3 separate regions of the Mus musculus genome follow, and all the other regions are linked to region 1. Evidence: chromatin contacts called from public HiChIP or PLAC-seq data. All regions are on one chromosome and are shown on one strand. Each heading gives the region's core, a stretch centred on a gene start, on an enhancer-like site or on the middle of the called end of the contact. The rest is flanking DNA. Distances are from core to core; before and after follow the strand shown.

Region 1 (3,096 bases), core at 340-2,839:
ACTCACTTGTAGACCAAGCTGGCCTCGAACTCAGAAATCCGCCTGCCTCTGCCTCCCAAGTGCTGGGATTAAAGGTGTGCGCCACCACCGCCCGGCGGTAGCAAGCTTTGAGGCTCATTTGTTTACCTGTCCTCCTCCTTTGCACATAGTGAGTTCTGATACCCTTTTCTCCTGTGCTTGTGCCAGGTAAGGGGAACTTCAGAGGGAGGAAGGGAAACCTGCTTCGCCCGCCATGTTAAACTTGTCACAGAAGAATCAAAGACGCTGGTAACCGGGGCAGATGAAAGCCATCCCTACACAACTGTATCATTCAACCTTGGGGGAATGGGGATATCGGTCCCATCCCTGGCTTTCCTAACTTTGGCCAACCATTATCACCCAGGGATCTGTCCTTCATAAGCTGCAGCTCAGTGAACAGGTGCCTTTGTGTGTGTGTGTGTGTGTGTGTGTGTGTGTGTGTGAGAGAGAGAGAGACAGAGAGAGACAGAGAGAGAAACAGAGACAGAGAGACAGAGTGAGGAGCAAGTGGATAGAAAAACCCTGGTGGCATCATATGAATTCCTGAAGTGATGTTCCCAGGCAAATGACATCACCTCACTTAAGGGTTTATTGAAGGAGAAAATGCTGTGATATTTCTCTAACACACAGGACTACAGCCAAGCCATCTCTAGAACAAAAGCTGTCAACCCGATTCCCTAAACATCCTTTGTCGTGTTACTTCCTTGTCGTGGGTGACTCCCCAAATCCTCTTACGTAATTTTTCATTTCTCATCGAGTTTTCAGTACACCTCTAAAGAAAGAGGCCTACCTTGGCTAACTAACTACGTTATTTTATTGTATAGGGTCTCGCCTGGGGTCGTGTGTATCCAAGAGCCCTACCCTAACTACCTTCCTCTTTCCCAGCTAGTACTCAGTTATTGTTCTTCTCCCTTCCGGCTGACCACCCGCGCTTCTTGTGCACATAATACGATGCTCATCTTTTGAGCTTTTTGCTCGGTACCTCCTAGCAGAGATCCACCAGTTCATCTTGGATCCCTGGCTCAATATGTTCTCCATTCTTTCCAGCTTTCTTCGAATTGTCCTCTAACAATGAGCTAAATCTTTGCAAGACCTAAGACCCAGTAAGGATTTATGCAAATCAGCCCATTTTAGCATTTGCTAACCAGGAACTCTAGTACCAGTTCCTGGTTTCCTCTGGCAGGAACCATACACCAGCGGGCTTCTCCTCCCCCAACGCGTCTAGAACAGATGCACGCAGTTGCGCTAACACACAGCTTGGACCTGCAGCCTGCAGCCTGCAGCCGCGGCAGGTGCGGGCAGCCGGGCACCAGGTGTCAGTCATCGGATGTCGCAGGCCCAGTGCACACGGTCCCGGGGCCTCGTTCGGCCAGGGTTCGCCAGCACAGGAACCGCGTAGGGCCTCGAACCGAGCCACCTCCGCTCCACCAGCCGATGGTCCAGCCGCCCGCAGGCTCCAGGCGCGGTTGCGCAGCACTAGGGACAGATGCGGCCCGGGAGATGCCCCGCGGGGTCGAGAGCCACTCACCTGACCTGATGCTGCACACCCGAGAGGATCCGACCGGCGACTGCGACCAGCGGAGGTTGGGGCGGGACAGTGGCGGCGCCGCACTTCCGGCCCGGGGGCGGGGCGGAAGGAGCACCGGCGAGCCCGGCGCGACCAACCGTGGCAGGGGGTTGCTGCAAGCGTTTCGAAGACCCGGAGGACCCAGGCAGCCAGCGGCGGAAACTAGCCTGGCTGCACGACCCGACGAACTCAGCCCCTGTAGCCGCGAGTACATATTCCCCAGCTCACTGGCACGGCATCCTCCTGCCGCAGCCGCGCCGGCTTGCTGGTCTCCCCGGCTCCCAGCGCAAGTCCCGCGCCCCTTCCGCATTCCCGAGCCGAGGGCGGAGCGCCAGCGCTGGAATTTGACCCGGGTGGGCTGGGAGCCGCCCTGGTTTGGGGGTCCCCTGGCGCCTGCAGCGGGCAGCCCGAAGTTGCCTGATTTAGCAGAGGGCAGTTGGCCTGGTTAAACTGAGTTTTAGATAAACAATGCTCAAGAGAAGGAATGTAATCCGGAAGAGGGCGGCGGCTGAGCACTCTCCAGTGGGCTCCAGAAACGTTCTCGCTTATTTGAAATTGCACTCCAGCCAGTGGCCTTTACTTTCTCCCCGCCGGGAGGTCATATTCTAGAAGTCTGATCAGAAATTCCGTGTCAGACGGTGGTGGCGACACCTTTGATTCCAGCACTTAGAAGGCTGGGGCAGCATCTCTGTGAGCTGAAGGCCAGCCTGGTCTACAGAGCTTAGTTCCAGGACAGCCACGCTACACGTAGAAAACCACCTCCCTTCCTACCCCACTTCCAAAAGAAATTCCTCCAAGGCAGGAACACTATGGTCTCCAGCACTGAGTATCCGTGTACTTCACAGCAGTCCAGACAATACAAATACAACTTAGGGGCCAGCAAGATGGCTCAGCAGGTAAAAGTGCCTGTTAGCACGCATGACTGAGTTATTTTCTCAGGGCCCACAGAGAACAACCAATTCCTGTAATTTGTTCCTTGAGCCCCGTATGCAGGTACCAGGGAATGTGCAGCCTCCTCCCCAAACTAGTAGATAAAATGTAAAATAAGATAATAATCCTAATAAATTGAGGGTGGCTTTAAATATGCGCTTGAAAAAATCAGGGTCTGGGATTGCGTAGGTCAGAGGTGGAGAATAGGCGCCAGGTGGTACTGATGCTGTATCTTTGATCCTATTTGTCCTCAAAAATCATTGCTTAAATAATTATGTTTCTTATAAAGTTATGGCACTTTCAGGGTTTGTTACATAAGTCTACCACCACTTCCTAGATCCTCACCCTAGGCAATGTAAAATCAGTTAATGAGCAGGATGTGGTGGGCACAGGCCTTTAACCCTGGCATTCCAACGGGTAAACTTAACACAGCAAAAGTCCCTCTCAAAAACCCAGAGTGCGCACAGGGAGGTGGGTCAGTGGCTAAGAGTACTTGCTATGCAAACAAGAGGACTCAAGTTTGAAGTCCCAGCACTCATGTAAGGGCCAGGCTTCCCCTCTTTCCAGGGAACCACAAATCG
Region 2 (3,096 bases), core at 285-2,784, 320 kb after region 1:
GAACCCGCGCTAACAAATCATCGCCCCCCCCCCACCCCGCCCCCGTGCCCAGTTTTTAAGATGCTGGAATCTTTATGAGCAAAAAAGATGTTTAACTATTCTGCACATCACCAAGGGCTATTCCATTCGGAGATCTGCCTCAAGAATCCACAAACCCAACTTGAGAAGAAAAGGGACAAACGTTCTAAAGCAACCTGAGGAGTTTAGTTTAGAAAATCATAACGCTGAAGAGGACAGTTGGGACAAAACTCACCTCCTTCAGAACTCCAACTGGTCAAACCTCTCGGCTAATCCTTCATTTAAAACATTTTAGAATCTCTATGCGACCCAGAACATACAATATGGATCTAATTAGGTTCAGCTGCCTTATGTTAGTAATAAAATTGAAAGAGGAGGGGGGAGAGAGAGAGGAGAGAGAGAGAGAGAGAGAGAGAGAGAGAGATGGGGGTGGGGCCTTTGTTCATCCTCTCCTGTGGCCTAGGGAATCTCAAACTCCCAAATTTTGCGCATCTTCAAGGTTCACGCAGAACAGCACACCATTAAATAGCCCAGAGTAGCTGTGAGCCGTGCAGATATCAGACTTTGTAGAGGGTCTGGAAGAGATTTCCACAAGGACTGAAGTCCAGCGCTCCACCTCACCCACCCACTCGGCCCTCGTGCTCCCCGACTTACACCAGGGCGGATGGACAGGGCATCTGGTTCCAGGGACAGTTGTACTGAGCTTGAATAAAACTCTCGCTTCCCTCCTGTACCGTGCAGCTCACGTTCTTATTCACGATGTAGGCGCACCAGTTTCTGGGGTAGAGAGAAAAGGGCTGGATAAACTTGGAGAACAATGGGGAGAAGGGGGAGACGAATTGACCCAACAAGTTGGCGGTCACCAGCGCTGAAGGCAGGAGCTTGCCAAAGCTGCCACCCCAGGGTGTCTCTTGCGTCTTTGGAACACCAAAGAGTCCCAAACCTGCAGAACAGGATGTGTTCGTGTTCGGGCTCGGTGGCAGATCCCGTAGTTCTGCCGAACACTCCCCATTGCCCGGGTTCGCTTCAGGATGCTTGGGGCGCCTGGTGGGGAGCACATGGCCACCCGGGGGTGGCGACACCCCAAAAGCCTATGGGGCTCTCTCTGCTACCGCCCGTCGCCATTGCCGGGGCAGCTCTGGAGCCCGCAGGCGGATTCGGGAGTGACCGCCTAGGATCTGGGACTCTAGGGCTGGGGGCGAGCATAAGGGACACACTCTTACTTGTTCCTGGCACTGGGCCTCGCGTGGTACCCAGGCTGCGAGCTCGCGTGGCACAGTCCCGCGCCGCCCAGGGCCAGCAGGGCCAGCAGGGCCGGCGTCCAGCGACTGGGTGCTCGGGGTCGGGGCGGGGTCTCCTGACACATCTTGAGCCCCACAAGGCTGCAGGCGGCGGGGCCGCGGGAACCGGCAGCGGGCTCGGGCGCTCGGCGGCCCCTCTGGCTCTTCGTCCCCACGCCTCCGCACTGGCCGCTCCGCGGTCCCTCAATGACGCACAGGTCCCCCCGGGTGCCGCCCTCTTTAATTCACTTCCCTCTCCGAAACGTGACTCTTCCCTTCACCATCTCTCGGCCCATCGCCTCTCGGCAGGGGGTTCGGGGAAAGAGCCAAAGGGTTAGGAACCGGGGTCTTGGTTACAGACTTTTCAATTACACATTCCTTTGGTCTCTTCCCAAACGCCAGCAGCTCCGCCTCTCACCTTCCAAACAGCGCGACCCCAGCCCCTCCGGAAGTGCAGCAAGCTTCGGGCGGTCCCCACCTCGATCCCCCGGGGCCTCTCTCCGGCCAGAAGCCCAGGACCACCCATCAGTTATTGCCCCCCCCCCCCGGCGGGGGGAACCTACTCAAGGGGGACTCAGCGTCGATTTCTTCCTCTGAGGCCCCACCGCCGTCTACCCATCAATCTTTAAGGTCTTGGGCGAAAGTTGAAGACGCAGGAGCTCTCCTAGGCGCAGCTAGTACACGGCTTGAACTTTCCAAATGCGCGGGCTGCTCCTGGATAGTGGGGTTGCCTCCCCGCAGCTGCAAACTGTCATTTGCTACTCCAGTGTTTATGAGGAGATGTCCTGCTCGGACGTTTCTCTTTCCATCAGTATTAAAGGCGGATGTTTCGGTCGGTAAAATGCTGCGCAAACATGAAGACATGAGTTCAGATCCTCAGGCACCCACATAAAAAGTTAGACAGGCTTTCACAAACCTGTAATCCCAGTACTAAGGAGGTGGAGACAGAAGAATCTCTGAGGCTGCAGGCTCACTGACAGACCCTAGCTCAAGGGGGGAGTGCCAGAGAGAGCAATTGACAAGAGGATACAAGACATTAATCTCTGGCCTGCACACACGCACACAGTATGTATGTGCGGGCAAACATTTTTAAAAGACCATTTATTATAATAGTTTTTTTTTGTCTTTGCATCTAAATAGTTCAGATTCTGTTGGTGCCTTCCTGCCTCCCTCCAACCCTTCATTCCTCCATCCTTCCCTCCCTCTCTTGCTCCCCCTGTTGGTCATGTTTTCTGCCTATTCAAACGCTACAGGGGTCTTTGCCAATTTCTCTATAGCCTGACCAAAGTGACTCCACAGATAAAATCAGCCACAGAGGGTAGGGTGTTCTACTTGGGAAGCTGGGGCAAGAGACTCACCTTAGAGGCTAGCCTAGGCTACACACTGCACCACCAAGGAGGGGTATTCTAGAGGAGAGAGAGAGAGAGCTATTCCTTTGAAATTAGTTGCTGCTCCTACCCGCCCTAGTTGGCAAGCCTAGGCTCACTGCTGTACCTGTGAACTAACATGACACTGTTGGCTGGGGGTTGGAGGGACAGGGAAAGTTGGCTATGTTTTGATAAAACTAAATGAAGCCACTGGTTGTTTTATTTTCTCATATGCTTTGCTTTGATGGTTTTATTGGGTCCTTTTGATTTGCAAATTGAAGAAAGAAAATTCCCAAAGTAGAAAATTGTACCATGTAAGGACATAATCCGTTCATGAACTTTCCAAGTGGAAGATTATACAAATAGTGGACTGAAGTCATCCTGCCTTCAAAAGAGCCACGGGGGAGAAATAACAAAGATAAAAGACTGTC
Region 3 (3,096 bases), core at 211-2,710, 280 kb after region 1:
ATTTCCAATGCAGAGACGGAGAAAGGAGGTAGGTAGGTGTTCAGGGTGTAAACAACCTGCCCATGTCACAGAGTTTCAGTACAGATGAACTGGGACTTCAAGGCTGGGGAAAGCCACCATCTCCAGTTGTTTCTCATAGTATATCAAATCCCTTATCCTAGCCACATCGTGTGGCACAACCAGATTCTGACCCTCTTTTCCCATGGCAGCCTCTCACCTTCTGTCTCACTGAAACACTTAGGTTTGCAACAGAACAAATCCATTCCTGTCCCAGAGCCTTCCGGACCATCTTCCTGCTAAATTAATTCTTGCTTCCCGTTATCTATCTATTCTGTTTTATCTTTCCTCGGGGTACTGATTGCTAACTAAAGTCAAACTTTCACCACCATGGCTGTTCTTCTTTTCCTCTAGAGTGTCAGATCCATGATGGCTGAGACAGGACAGAGCTTAGGAGAGATCTGCTAAATAATCTACTGAACCAGGTGTGGCGATACCTGTGACCTAGGAACTCAGGAGGTTGAGGTAGAACAATTACCATGAGTTCAAGGCCAGACTGGGATCTAGGTAAGAGAATAAGTGAATGAAACATGAATGAATGAATGAATGAATGAATGAATGAATGAATGAAAATGTAAAGAGTCAGGAGAGCTGCAGGCAAGAGCAATGAAATACTATAGTGATTACCTGCAATCCCAGGACTGGGGGGGGGGGGGGGAGGCAGGGAAATCTCAAGATCTAGTCATTCTAAGAATGAATGGTAATTAGTAGTAGTAGTAGTAGTAGTAGTAGTAGTAATAGTAGTAGTAGTAGTAGTAGTAGTTGTTCATTTTTCAGAAATTGTATACCCATCAGAGTCTCAGGAGATTCATATATATATATATACATACATACATATATATATATACACATATACATGTATGAGTTTATATATAAATATGTGTGTCCATATATGTGTGTGTGTATATATGAATGAGAGCCTTTTTTGCATATGAATCCTTTTTAAGCCCAGGCAAGAGCACATGCCTTGATAGGATACAAGAAAGACCCTCCTGAGGCCAGCTGCATAACTGAGTCCACCTATGGACCTCACAAGAGCAGACAATAGGAACCTGAGTTATATCTTGACCTGTCATCAAGCTGTACCTTAGGCCCAGTCCCCTCCTCCGGGCTGGTTCTAATTATGGGAGGAGGGACTCGCCGTGTCTCCCAATATGACAGTGTGTTACCCTTCAAAGGCTGGTTTGCTGTGACCAACAGAATGAATGAGGCAGAAGTGATTCCAAGCTACCTTGCCCCCGCCTGTCTGGACCACAGCTTTGCTTTCCATCTGTGGGCCGGTTGCCAGCTGTACCTAAGAGTGGCAGGATGTGAGGAAGCCCACGAGGACACATGTGGAGCAGGGCGACATGGAGGCTCACCACAACTCCAGGACCGTGGCCTACATGAACCTGATCCTTCCTCCAAACACAAAACACAGCTAAGAGGGTGACTCAGGCTGAGTACACAAGACAGCAGCAGAGCCTAGTTACCCTGCACAAGCCCTTGACCCAGGAATGACGGAAAATAACTACCATGGAGATTGGGGTAGGAGATTGCGCGGCAAAATATAACTCCTGTTCACACCAAAGTCTTCCCCCAAATGCCCCCTCTTCCTGCCTTTGAGTTCCACCCACTCCTCATTTATCCATTCACATTTCTTCTAGAAGTTTCTCTCATTCTCTCACCCCACTGCTCACCCTGCCATTTCTCTCAACTATGCTCAGTTATTACTTTCTTCAGCCTGAAGGCTCAGCCCTGTGCCTTTTCCCTTTGAGAAGCCCTGTGGGGATCCTAGTGAGGGGAACAGCCAGTTCTTGTGGCCCCTTTTGTTTGGCTCTCCGCCAGACTTTTGTATTCACATTTGCTACATACTAAGCCCCCATTTACTATGTCCAGGGGTGCACAGAGAGCTTGTGAGTCCACAGGCCCTTTGTACTGTAATACCTGCTCCTTCCTTGACTACAGACTGCATTGCCCCTCACAGATCTGAGGATGCTTTCTGAGGAGAGATGGCACGTGTGATCTCTGCACCCCTCAGAGAGTCTCACGTGCGGTTACAGTCGGTGCTTAGCAAATACTCTGTTGTCTTTTAACTGGTTGACATGTGACTTCAACCTTAGCTACAGGGTCACTCCAGATCCCAGGTCTCCTGGGCCTGTTGGCGCTGGAAGTCAGAGGACACCACTCACTTATTTTTGGCTCCTCTCCATCACAAGTTCTCCCAAGCCCACATGATCTGCACTCACAGCATGACCCCCAAACTGAAGGATGATACATGGAAACCGATTTGTCTCCAGACCTACCCGTCTCCAACTCCGCATAGACGAGCCTCAGAATGGACACAGATTCCCACGCTGTCCAGCACTGCCAATTAACTGGAAATATCTGGCTGTACCTATTATTGTAGAACCCAGTCCAGACAGCATTTTGACCACAAGGGACAATTACCCTCTGAACACATGGGACTCATGACCTTAACTCTACATTCCAGAGATACAGGGGCTGGGAGATCTGAGGTGGAGACTGTGACTGTGTACTACAGATAGCTAAGCCTGGGCACAGTGGCCAGTTCACAGCCGTGCTTGGCCCTGGTGACACTTTATCTATGAAATGAGCACCATGCTCTAGGACAAAGCCCAGAGCACAGCTGCCTGACTGCCATGAATTCTCCCCACACCTCATGAGGTTCCAGGATCTGGACGTGGCCTTCCCTCCCCATAGCTGTTCCTCAGTGAGAGCCTAGTCAGGAAGGCTCCGTTGTGTGGCACCAGCCCAGTGTCACCCTGGTAGAAAAGATGATAGGCCTGCAAGGGAGGATAAGAGAAGAGAGAGTAAGGAGAGGGGAGATTGGGAAGAGAGAGTAAGGAGGGGAGATTCTACTTGCTCATAGAAGTCTGCATTCAACTCCGGGAGACACAAAATGCTGAATGCCAGTGTGACAACACAACGTCCCTTGTATGCTCTCCCCTCCCACCCCAGATCTCCCTACCAGCTCTGGAACTCAGTATATATTTCCCTCTTGAAAATGCTGCCACCCATGTGGGGCTGTCTGTGGGC

The links. HiChIP or PLAC-seq counts read pairs in DNA pulled down with a chosen protein or histone mark.
Region 2: a contact with region 1 is called in an H3K4me3 HiChIP or PLAC-seq map of bone marrow-derived macrophages, with 2.7 times the contacts expected there. The contact joins the promoter of Emilin2 here to the promoter of Myl12b in region 1. A contact is called at or near these places in 13 of 39 promoter capture datasets (the 3T3-L1 cell line, 3T3-L1-derived adipocytes, the C10 cell line and 9 more), 4 of 484 Hi-C or Micro-C datasets (the G1E-ER4 cell line, muscle stem cells and neutrophils), 12 of 115 datasets of contacts at active chromatin or transcription factors (the NIH/3T3 cell line, bone marrow-derived dendritic cells, bone marrow-derived macrophages and 8 more) and 3 of 9 other capture datasets (adipose tissue, liver and macrophages).
Region 3: a FOXA1 HiChIP or PLAC-seq map of pancreatic cancer cells shows a contact between it and region 1. The contact joins the enhancer-like site here to the promoter of Myl12b in region 1. A contact is called at or near these places in 7 of 39 promoter capture datasets (the 3T3-L1 cell line, 3T3-L1-derived adipocytes, the HPC-7 cell line and 4 more), 1 of 15 datasets of contacts at CTCF or cohesin (large pre-B cells), 1 of 484 Hi-C or Micro-C datasets (erythroblasts), 7 of 115 datasets of contacts at active chromatin or transcription factors (the HPC-7 cell line, bone marrow-derived macrophages, effector CD8 T cells and 4 more) and 3 of 9 other capture datasets (adipose tissue, liver and pancreatic islet).

The regions. Positions count from the first base shown.
Region 1 is chr17:70,988,927-70,992,022 of GRCm38.p6, forward strand. Myl12b (myosin, light chain 12B, regulatory) reads right to left here and starts at 1,590. Exons shown (of 4, transcript NM_023402.2): 1 at 1,547-1,590.
Region 2 is chr17:71,309,477-71,312,572 of GRCm38.p6, forward strand. Emilin2 (elastin microfibril interfacer 2) reads right to left here and starts at 1,535. Exons shown (of 8, transcript NM_145158.4): 1 at 1,242-1,535; 2 at 673-795. The coding sequence starts at 1,384.
Region 3 is chr17:71,266,106-71,269,201 of GRCm38.p6, forward strand. The region is part of intron 4 of Emilin2 (elastin microfibril interfacer 2); the gene reads right to left. Among named protein-coding and RNA genes, the nearest start is that of Emilin2, 43 kb to the right of the region's middle. Within about 2 kb of position 1,461, at least 33 of the 459 cell types and tissues checked have an H3K27ac peak or open chromatin away from gene starts, as enhancers often do. A contact at or near this core is called in the HPC-7 cell line, erythroblasts, fetal liver and 1 more, where this site is marked.